Linked DNA regions of Rattus norvegicus: region 1 is linked to region 2. The links are chromatin contacts, called in public Hi-C maps. All regions are on one chromosome and are shown on one strand. The core of a region is the stretch at or near the end of the contact, and the rest is flanking DNA. Distances in the headings are between cores, read along the strand shown.

Region 1 (5,898 bases), core at 3,180-5,679, 190 kb before region 2:
GGTGACCTCTTCAGGTTCCATATCCCCTAGGCTGTGAGTCTCTGCTAAGGTTTAAGAGTTATTTATTATGTCGTGTTCTGCCTGCATGTATGCCTGCAGCCAGAAGAGGGCGCCAGATCTCGTTACAGATGGTTGTGAGCCACCATGGGGTTGCTAGGACTTGAACTCTGGAAGAGCAGTCAGACCTCTTAACCTCTGAGCCATCTTTCTAGCCTCTGCCCAGCTCTTTATATAGGCTCTGGGGAGGAATCCTTGTGCTTGCATAGCAAGCACATCACACACAAGACCATCTTCCCAGCCCTCCCTCATTTCTTGGATAAGGAAACTCACTCTGATCCCGAGGTCTCATGACTGGAACAGAGCAGCACCCTGACCACTGTAGGATCCCTGGGTGCTAATTTCACCCGAGGGAGATGGAGGCCTTGATGAAGATTTTCAGGACTGTCGAACACCATATTCGTCTGCAGGGAGACATAGCCCAGGCCTCCAGGAACCAGTTAGGACAGGGGAGTAGAGGGATTGGAGTGAGTTGTGGATTGAGAGGTGGAGGCTGGAGAGGGTCCAGGACTCAGTCCCCTGCATCCTCTGCAGTGAGCCCTGGATACTAACCTGATGGGAATCCGTCTGACCTTGAAGACAGCCAGCATTCATCGTCATCCATCAGCTTATTGAAGACATACCTGGAGAATGTAGGGTCTCACAGTAGCCTGGAGACACCTAGGTTATCATGATTTTGGAGGGTGATACTTGGGCCTTACTGCATTCAGAACGTGAGCCTTGGACTGGGCTGGGGCTCCCTGGGGAGAGTGCTTGCCTGGAGTGCACAGAGCCTTGGGAGCCATCACTAACACTGACTAAAACAGGCAGAAGCCTGTGACCCCAGCATCCACGGGGAGGAGGCAGGAGGGCTACCTGGCAGCAGCACAGCTTTGGGAGAGGCCAAGGTGGCTTTTAAAAATGAATATGGGGGTGACAGGGCCAGAGGGATGGCTCGGCAACTAACACTTTCCTCCCTACAGTCTTTCTTCGTCACAGCAACAGAAATCAGATATCATCTTTTTTTTTTTCAATTGTCACAGAACGCCTGACAGAAGCTACTTAAAGAACAGGTTGATTTGATTCATAGGTTTAGGGGTATTTCACTCCATCATGTTGAGAAAGACATGATGTACTTCAAGGCCTTGGGAGTGTGGAACAGACGCTCATGGTAGACAGGTTGAAGAGAACCAGCAGGGAGCAGCACAGAGCCTTAACCTTCGGAACCACTTGTCTGCAGTGACCCACTTCCTTCAGACAGGCTCCACCTCTACAAGGCCCTGCAAGAGCCCCAGTAGCACCCTGTGCCAGAGTCCAGCATTCCAGCATGGGGAACATTCCAGGGTCACGCTGTAACAGTAGCATGTCCTCCGTCTGTCCAGTTTCTCGGTGTCCCTGGTCCTCTGTGAGGGCTGGGGATCAAGGTGAGTCCCACCAGGCCTGGATGCCAACACTCAGTGCCTCATTGCTGAGGTGGAAGACTGTCCTGTTGGACTTCAGTCTGGTCGCACAAGGCGGGAGCGCTGGACGTGATCCAAGCAATGGGACCCCCAGATGTTCCTTGCTGGTTCTGCTCTACGGTTTCCACTTGATCCCCCTCCTGGCGTCCACACTCTCCTCACTGGACCCCTTCACGTCAGAGGGAGCCTTGAAATTCTGTTTGTCTGTGCTTTGCTAATTGGCCCCCATGGTCCAGGCCCCTAAACTGTAACAGAAAGTTGGGACATAGAAAAGTAGACATGACTTCCTATGCTGCCTGGTTTCGAGGGGTACACCAGGGTACCTTTTGGGGACCTGGGTAAAGATGCCCATGTTCCTCAGGTTTTCTTGAGGTCTCCCTCCCTAGGAGTAAGTCCCGGGACCAGACCTTGGCAAAAGAAGCATTTGGGGGTTGGGGATTTAGCTCAGTGGTAGAGCACTTGCCTAGCAAGCACAAGGCCCTGGGTTCAGTCCCCAGCTCTGAAAAAAAGAAAGGAAAAAAAAAAAAGAAGCAGTTGAGGGTGTCTGTTGTTGGGATCAAGGCTGCCGTGTGTAGGTCGCTTATCACACCAGCAGATTCCCAGGTAGAGGAACCAGGTACAGTCTGCACGCAGTTTCCTAAAATACCAGCAGAGGGCGCTTCCTGCCTAACCAGTTTCTGTAGGTGGGAAGAAGCCTTCATCGGGTATCAGGCTCTGACTGGTCACAGACTCTGTCTGGGTTCTGCTGATACAAGGAGCAGGGGTTGTAACTGTCCTCAGAAAGGGTCTTGGTGGTCTGTGCCTCCAGTACACAACTCAACTCCAGTTCACAAGTCCTCCCTGTCTGATACACAGGGTCCACCTTGATGTCTAGTGTGAAATATCTTGATACTGGAAACTGTGGTTCACAGTAAGCACAAGGTACTGAACTAAGAGAGATTGGAAGACCCTGATCATTTGACACAGGACAGGAGGGAGAGAGGCCTCAGGGAGATAAAAGCAGCTGTGGGCAGAGAAGGGAGGCCTTGGGAGCTGGTGAGCCTTTTAGGGTATTTGAGGTAAGAGTTTGCAGACTAAATTAGTTTGACTAAAATGGCCCCCATAGATTCATAGGGAGTGGCACTTTTTGAAAGGATTAGGGCATGTGGTCTTGGTAACTAGGCATGGTTCTGTTGGAGGAAGTGCGTCCCTGGGGATGGGCTTTGAGGTTTCAGAGGCTCAAGCCAGGCCTAGTGTCTCACTGTCTCCTCTTGCTGCCTGCAGATACAGATGTAGAACTCTCACCTCCTTCTCCAGCACCATGTCTGCCTGCAGGCTGCCATGCTTCCGGCCATGGCAATAATGGACTAAACCTCTGAACCGTAAGCCAGCCCCAGTTAAATGCTTTCCTTTATAAGAGCTGCTGTGGTCATGGTGTCTGTTCACAGCAACAGAAACCCTAAGACAGAGCTTCTGTGTCCAAAAATGACTGTCTCATCTGCCCGTCAGTGTGCAGGAACTCCAGCCCCTTCTTGTCTGTGGATGAGGATCCAGAGCCGGGCGTGCAGGTCACCCAGGTGATAACACGTTGCTGTCCTTGTTTTACTGGAGGTTATACCCACGCTCTTGGGGAGCTGGAGAGAAATACCCAGGCTCTGTTGGGGGTTCTCCAACTCTAGGGGTAAAGCTTTGGCCATATTTTTGGAAGAGAAGCAACTGAAGAGGACCCAGCAGGTAAAGTGCCTGCTGTACAGGTGCCAGGACCTGAGCTCAGATCTGCGGAATGCATGTAACGGGCAAGCATGGTGGCACACACCTGTAACACCGGTGCTGGAAGGAATCACTGGCCAGACGGTCTAGCCAATCAGCGAGCTCCAGGCTCAGTGAGCGATCCCATCTCATAACCTAAGGTGGAAGGGCCGGAGAGATGGCTCCATGCTCTCTCTTATAGACGACTTGAGTTCGGTTCCCAGCACCTGCATCTGGTAGTCACGACCCCCTGTAACTCCAGTTCCAAGGCATCCAATGCCCCCTTCTGGCCTCTGAGGGCAACTGCACTCATGTGCCCATACTCTCATACTCATATAATTAAAAATTTAAAAAACCTTTCTTAGTGCAAACAAAATGGGAAAGCTAGGCCTGTAATTTCAGCACGGAGGAGGCAGGCAGATCTCTTTGGGTTCAACGGCAGCCTGGTCTACATGGTGGATTTCAGGCCAGCCAGGCCAGCAAGACCCTGTGTCGGAAGCCAACTATAATAACAAAACATTCTGGAGAGTAATAGATGATGCTTGGCACTTTGGCCTCCGCGTGTGCACGCAGCTCCCTCCCTCTATCCACGTACACCGAACACACACACACTATCTACTGAAAGCCAAAGAAGCGTTTGACTGTTCTGTCTTTGCGGGTGTCTTAGGGTTTCCACTGCTGTAGTGAAACACCATGACCAAAAAGCAAGTTGGAGAGGAAAGGGTTTATTCAGCTCACACTTCCACCTCATTGTCATCCAAGGAAGTCAGAACAGGAACCAGGAGGCAGGAGCTGATGCAGAGGCCATGGAGGGGTGCTCCTGACCATCTTGCTCCTCGTGTCTTGCTTAGCTTGCTTTCTTCTCGATCCCAAGACCGCTGTCTCAGAGATAGCCCCACCCACAATGGGCTGGGCTCTCCCCTGTCAATCACTAAGAAAACACCCTCCGGGTTTGCTCACCCGATCTCATGGAGGCATGTTCTCAGTTAAGGCTCCCTCTTCTTGATGACTCTGGCTCGTGTCAAATGGATACACAATTAGCCAACGCGGGAAACAAGTTTGCTAGGCAGAGTTGTGCAGGCTGCTCATTGCACAAGGACACTCTGTCAAAGGAGGAAGGAGTCCAGCCCATGCTCGGCATCCCAAGCGGACAGCAGAGGGCATCGTCTATTGTTTTCACAGGCGTCTAAAAATGGACTAGCCTTTCAAGGTCTCGGGACTTCTTATTTCTAAGTGGACAGGACATGAGTCATTGCAAATCCATCCGGGTCCAGCATGGACACTACAGTGCCCCTTGTGGGAAGCCCCCTCCAGTGTCTGCTTCTCCGCTTTTCCTGCTGACCTAGAGCCACATTTTGTGGTCACTTGTCATCTCCTGTCACCCACCGTCACAGGCTTGTTAGTTCTCTAGAGTAATAGAACTTACATGATGAATCTACGTAGAAAGGGAGTTTACTAGCACTGCAGGCTGTGGTCCAGCTAATCCAACAAGGGCCGCCTATAAATGGAGGGTTCAAGGTTCAAGTTGTTCAGTCCATGAGGCTGGTTGTCTCAGCCCGTCTTCAGCGTACACTGGAATTCTGAAGAGTTAGGCTGTAATATCAGTGAAGGCACGGACTAGCTATTAAGAGCAAGCAGGCAGAGCAAGAGCTTCCTCCCTCCCTGTCCCCTATAGAGGCTGCCACCAGAAGGTGTGACCTAAATTAAATGTGGATCTTTTTCCCACGGAGAAGATCCAGATTAGAGAGAAGTTGGCCTTCCCACTTCAAATTATTTAATGAAGAAAAAAACCCTCATAGGTGTGCCCAGCCATTTTGGGTTTTAGTTAATTTCAGACGTAGGCAAGTAGACAGGCAGGAACATCCAGGCATCTGAACCATGAAGCCATTTTCCACTGACAATGATCAGGCTTCTGGACAACACTGTCCTCTTCACCAGAGAGTCCCACACTGTGATGGTTACCTTAAGAGGTATCTCGTGGAGTCTAAGTGGGCACAGATACTGGTCTTCTTAGAACTGCCAACCTTCATGACTCAGTGTGTGTGTGGTGGCTGAGGGTATCACCAGGAGGTAACTGTTAGAGTCCAGAAAAGAGACACAAGAGGAACTCAGTGATGGGAGAGTCAGATCAGGGAGCCCTGCCCAGGTGACTCACAGTGGCTTAGCCTGGCCCAAGGGGCTGCTAATGAGGGCCAGGAAGAAGCCCAGGATCCAGGGCTGGTCCATGGTGTGGCTGAGATACGGCCCAGGACTGTTGGCTCATCTTGGCAGAGTTAATGTCTAAGCAACTTGGGAGGGGAATTACTGTAAATCCAACAGAAGGGGCCTAGAAGATGCTCCTCAACCTCAGCCAGACCTTCCAGGGGTGCTGGAGACAGTTGCCTTGAGATAAGACCCAGTCTTGGGGGTCAGAGTGGCATGAGGAGAACCACAGATGTCTATCCCCTCTGCTGGCAGGGGCCATCTGGTACCAGGGCTATCTTGGGCTCATCTGCTAGTGACAGGTGACACTTCCCCTCACCCCCAGTCTGGATGGCTGTTGTGTTTCTGCGATAACTGTTGCCACAGGGCACAGTAAGCATTTTATCCAGGCTCCCAGTTCCAGGCATGAGCAACCTTTTGGCGCTCAACCTGCCTGGCCCAGGAGCTTCAGACATGGAGCTGTTTTAGAAAC
Region 2 (5,790 bases), core at 318-2,817:
GCTTGGGCTACACAGCAAGACTTTACCTCTGTGTGATGTAATCCCAGCAGAACACCAGAGGTTCAAGGTCATCCTTGGATAAGTATCGTCTGAGCGCTCATGCTCGCTCTTGCGCACTCTTTCTTTCTTTCTTTCTCTCTCTCTCTCTCTCTCTCTCTCTCTCTCTCTCTCTCTCTCTCTCTCTCACACACACACAAACACACACATCTTAGAAAGGAAAATGGCTCAATGGGTAAGTGCTTGCAGCCAAATCTGACGGAGTTCACAATCTACTCATGGTAGAAGGAAGAAAACTCTTGCAAGTTAAGATTGTCTGACCTTCACATGCACATACATTAAATACAGTATTACTAATATTATTAGTAAAGATTGTTTCAATAAATAAATTGGGCAAAGTGGTGCATGCCTGTAATCTCAGCACTTGGGGGAGCTGAAGCAGGGGGATCAGGAATTCAAGAGTAACCTGTCTTTATGAGGCTCTGTCTAATGCCTTTCCACATCCACTCTTGATAAAAAGGTGGAAAGTGAATGACATTAAACCTAGCTGGGTTCAGAGAGTTAACATATGCAGTGTCCAGAACCTTGATGCTTAATAACTAAGAATTTTGAGTGAGCTCTGTAGGTTGCATTGACCCTGGCTACCTGAAATGCTTGTAGGCTACTCTAGGCGTTGCCACTGACACTGGGAAGGGGACATTTGAGATCAAAAAAAAAAAAAAATCATTGCAATCTAGGGCATTCCCAGTGACTGAACTGCATTATCAGATGAGTTCTTTCCATGTCTGGCCTCAGTTTCTCCCTCTTGAAATATGAGAGCAATTCCTTTCTTGAAAGATGGTAGCAACCGGGGTGTGGGGGGGAGGAGAGCATGAACCAAGAAAAGAGAGGGAGCGAGGGAGGAGGGAGAGGGAGATGGAGGAACAGAGGTGGAGGTGGGGATAGGAGGAAGAGGAAGAGTGGAGAGGTGGGTGGGAGAGAGAGGGAGGGGTGGAAGGAGAGAGTGAGAGAAGGCAGGAGGGAGAGGGGGAGGGGAAGCGGGAGCACACACCGGCGTAGACTTGTAAAAGAACTGAAGTCTTTCAAAGAGTTTGGCACCATGCTTGACCCAGAGACGAACTGTCCTGGTTAGGAGCCATCACTGTCCCTGGGTCCCGATAGGGGGATGAGCGGGCACGTGTCTCGGATGCTGCCCGAGAAACCAGAGCAGGGCGGCCCACGCCCTCTGCACCGAATCCCGATCTTCCTCTCAAGGGAACTCCGAGGTGCAGACTCGTCGCCTCAGAGCACCGGGGCCCAGTGGTGGGCGAGAACCGGGGCGCGCCTGTGCCTGCCCCACCTCCTACCTCAGTATCTGGCTTTCCGGGCCCGTTATGCCGCGGAGGAGGCCAGATCTCCATGCCCGAAGCAGGACGGTGATGCGACTCGCCTGTGCAGGCGAGCTCAAGCCCAACTTCCGCAACCTCCAGGCCTCGCCCCGGGCCCTGGGCGACCCCTAAGAGGTACCTGAGCTGCGACTCATACGCTTCTCCCACCCGGACGGCAGCTTCTCCTCGTCCGCCATCTTCCCTCCTGCCGCAGCGCCTGCTCCGCCTCCGCGGCTCTGACCCCGCGCCAGACCAGCGCCGCTGTTGATTGGCTCATCCAATCGAGACGCCAATTGGACGGCAGCACAACGCCTCGAGCTCTCGAGCCTTTTATTGGGCTCTCCCGCGGCCTCCTGGACCACCCCTACACACACCCTCCACCCACTACCCTCACCTTCCCAACACCGCTACTGATTGGCTCGTCTGGAAGCTACGTCTATTGGATGCTCCAACCCGGCAAGCGGCTCCCTTTAAGCGTCAAAAGGGCGCTCCACCCTTTTTGGTGCGCTTAGCCGATAAAATAGTGCTTATTTGACTGGCTCCTGCGGCAGCCAATCCGGCCTTCTCAAGCCTTTCTCGGAGGTCCGCCAGAATCCACGCGGAAGTGGCCAGCTGGAACTAAGGTACATGGGTGCTTTTGCTGTACTTTGCCGTTGCCATAGCAATGCAGTTGCCTTGGTGACAAAAGGCTAACTATTCAGAGCCTAAATTTGGCTTTTGAGTTCTTCTTCCCACCTTTTCCTCCAGATGTCCAAAGCGAAACCAGTCCTTTTCGGTTTTTGCAAGGCGAACCATTTCACTGGTTTATTCACCCACTTTCCATGTCTTTTTTAGAACCTACTTCGACTTATTCCTTCTCCATGGGCTCCTCCTGACTTCTAGGCAGGTGACTGATGGGTGAGAGCATTACCACTAGACCGAGGAAAGGGGGTAGGAGAGGGTGGGCGGCTCCAACGACCGGTTTTAGTCAACTGGTAGTCTGAGGAAAACGGTGTGTTAATGTATACCTTCAATCCTAGTACTCAGGAGGCAAAGGCAGGCAGTTCTGAGTTCGAGACCAGCCTGCTCTACAAAGTGAATTTCAGCACAGCTAAGGCTACACAGGAAACTTGTCTCAACAAACGAATGAACGAATCAAAAAAAAAAAAAAAAAAAAAAGACAGCTAGAGAGATGGCTCAGTGGTTAAAGCACTAGCTGCCCTTCCATTAGACCTTTCAATTCACCAGACCTGCATGTGGTACACATTCATACATACATGCAGGCAATTCATATATATAAGAATTTTAAAATGTTACTTTATGCCTAGTGCTGGTGGCAAACGCCTTTAATCCTACACTTAGGAGGCAGAGGCAATCAGATCTCTGAGCTTGAGGCCAGCCTGGTGTACAAAGTGAGTTCCAGGACAGCCAGAGCTACACAGAGAATCCCTGTTTCAAGAATTTTTAAAAAATCACTTTAAAAAACTATTACATTTATAAGGGATACCGCCATGAAAGCTGTGTAATCAAGAGGACAATTTGTGGCAATCTGTTCTCTCCTTCCACCATGGGGTTCTGAAGGTCAAACTAAAGTTGTCAGGCTTGGTGGCAAGTTACCCATCTTGCTGGCCCTAGCTAATTAATGATTTTCAATAGCCTTTCAATAGCAAAGCATGGGCCCAAGGGCTCAGTGGTAACCAAGCCTGATCAATTGACACACGAACATCTTTGTGAGTTTGAAGCCAACCTGGTTTGTACAGTGAGTTCCAGGATACCTAAGGCTACAAAGAAAGACAAGTCTAAAAAAAAAAAAAGGGAAGAGAGAGAGAAAAAAAGGTGGGGTAGAATGGTAGAATAGTCCAGACCTAGAGTTCAAGCTATAGTAGTAAAAGAATTACATGACAGATTTAATAAGGCTACTTTATTTCAAACCAGTACAGAAGTATATAGACCAGATAAAAAAGCTTCTGCATTCTTCTGAGCCAGAAACACTCAATGCATTCACATAAGGTTCCATTAAAAATGTCTACCTTGCTGGACGTGCTAGCACATGATTTTAATCCCAGCACTGGGGAGGCAGAGACAGAGGGATCTGAGTTTGAGGCCAGCATGGTTTACAAAAGGAATTCCAGGAGAGATAGGGCTGTTACACAGAGAAATCTTGTCTCAACAATACTTTATTTTATGCAGGGTGGTGGTCTTGCCTTTAATCTCAGAACTCAGGAGATAGTCAGGTGACTATCTGGGTTCAGTGCCAGCCAGATCTACATTCAAGTATCAGGCAGGCCAGGGCTACATAGAGAGAGCTTGTTTCATAAACAACAAAATTCACCTCAAAAACTAAATAATATTTATTATTAACCTGAGTGCATGTGTGGAGGTCAGTGGACAGCTCTGTTATGAGACCACTCCACTTGACCAAATTTCAAATTGACAGTCTGTATTAAGCCATGTAGCAACTGCCTGGAAAGGAACACTTCTCCCAGAGCAGCCCCAAATGCGTTATTACAAGGAGTTGTTTTTTGTTTTGTTTTTTTTTTAACCTTAAAAGAACACAGAAAAACTGCATTCTGGTAGCAGTTGCAGGGGCAAGCAAACAAGCAGCTCAGTGAGAGCTAAGAACATGCAGTTATCTGGGACATTTTGACTCTGAATTTGTAGAACAGGACTGGATGCTTTCCTGTGGAACTTTTCAGGGCAAGGGGTAGAAACCAAAGATAGCTATACCTGAGACAAGATGGAGAAACCTTGTAGCTGGTTCTTTCTTTCCAATTGGGTTGCAGGGCTGGAACTTAGGTCTTGAGGCTCAGGTAGAAACATCTCTACCAGTCCAGTTTCCCTAACTGTCTTTTCTTTAAAAAAAAAAAAGGGAGGGGGGACTATGTAGCTTAGAGAGATGTCTCAGTGGGAAACGCACTTGATACACAATTGAGACTCGGAGTCTAAATATGAAGAACCCACATAAGGCTGCATGCAGTAACAAGCCAACATCAGCAACTCAATTTCCACATCCAGGAGGAGGCGCCAACAGCAGAAATCCTCAAAGCTCCTGTGAAGGCTTCTCTTGGCCACATCTGGTGGCAGCCCACATGGAAGAAGGAAGCCATTGCTCTTTGCCTGCTTGCCTTCACCCTCACTGACAAGTTCGTGTGTCCTGTTCCTGAGGGAATCCTTTGTGCTGGTGCTAGTGCCTACTTCGTGGGACTTCACCCTAGATGGAAACGGGCAGCCCTCTAGATCTTCTCAGTCCTCTGACACCAATCTGGACTGCTGCGACAGCCAGTGAACCAAACCACCAGATCCTGATCTTTCTTTCCCTCCAGAAGTCCCATTGTTGGACTACTCAAACCAAAGTCTGTAAGTCACTTGAATAAATCTCATATAAAATATCCATCCTATCAGTTCTGTTCCTTATAGCTTTAATTAATATGGCTACCAGACTAGATATCCTCAAGTACAAGCAGAGAAAACAAAGACATGTCTCAAACAAGGCTAGAACTGACATCCAGGGTAGACCTCTGATCTCCATAAGCAGGCCATGGCAGAGTGCACACATAAAGCTCAAACGTGCACACTAAGATATAAGCTATCTAAGCTAGCTCAGGAGCATAACCAGCTTAGACTGTGCAAGGCTCTGGGTTTGAGCTCAGCATTGAAAAGAAAAAGTCACAAGAGTACTGTGCCAATATATACTTAAAGGTTCATTGGGTAAGAAGAGTATTACTGCCAAGCCTGATGACCCGAGTTCCAACCTTCAGACTGTCACAGTAGGAGGGGAGAACTGATTCCTGTAAATTGTCCTTTAACTTTCACATGTGCACTGTGGTACATGGATGACTGGCCCCACTCCATACACACATGCATATAAGTAAAAATTTAACAAAAATTCAAATCCAAGTAGTATATACGTAAATATGTACTTATTTATATATGTGGGTGTAATAGCTACTCTTGGTTGTCAAGTTGACTACATCTGGAATTAACTAAAAGCCAAGCAGGCTGGGCACACCTGTGAAGGACTTTTTTCTCCACTGAATCATTTAAGGTGGGAAGACTACCCTAAATCTGAGTCTTTTGAAATGGGAAGATGTAGTGGGTGGATGAAAATAATGCATGGGGCACCCATAGCTCCTGGCAATTCCTTAAGAGCAAAAATGAGACCATGGTGGTACAGGCCCTTTTCAGTCTCAGCACTTGCGAAGTGGAGGCAGGAGTCAAGATCATTGGTGGTACACAGCCAGTTCAAGGGTAACCTGGTCTATACAAGACTTCCAAGACAAAATTTTCTTGTTGAGATGCTAGGTGTGCACCGCCAGGACCAGCTTTCGGTCAGTCCTGAGTTCCCCTCAGGAGCAGTACCTAACAGCAGACACCAGCTCTCCCTCAGGACACAGCTCTCACACAAGCATGACAGCAGCAAAGCAGCAGCAAAATTTTATTCATGTGA

Evidence for each region. Hi-C and Micro-C count contacts between places; a contact is called where the count stands out from the background.
Region 1: a contact with region 2 is called in a Hi-C map of Schwann cells, with 4 times the contacts expected there. The contact joins the enhancer-like site here to the promoter of Pin1 in region 2. A contact is called at or near these places in 4 of 12 Hi-C or Micro-C datasets (the A7r5 cell line, the Rat2 cell line, Schwann cells and 1 more).

Annotation. Positions count from the first base shown.
Region 1 is chr8:27,649,507-27,655,404 of GRCr8, reverse strand. No RefSeq gene overlaps it. Among named protein-coding and RNA genes, the nearest start is that of Rdh8, 23 kb to the right of the region's middle. Within about 2 kb of position 4,429, at least 6 of the 93 cell types and tissues checked have an H3K27ac peak or open chromatin away from gene starts, as enhancers often do. A contact at or near this core is called in the A7r5 cell line and Schwann cells, where this site is marked.
Region 2 is chr8:27,461,419-27,467,208 of GRCr8, reverse strand. Pin1 (peptidylprolyl cis/trans isomerase, NIMA-interacting 1) reads right to left here and starts at 1,567. Exons shown (of 4, transcript NM_001106701.2): 1 at 1,504-1,567. The coding sequence starts at 1,561. It overlaps Ubl5 (ubiquitin-like 5), which reads right to left. Exons shown (of 5, transcript NM_001048243.3): 5 at 5,751-5,790.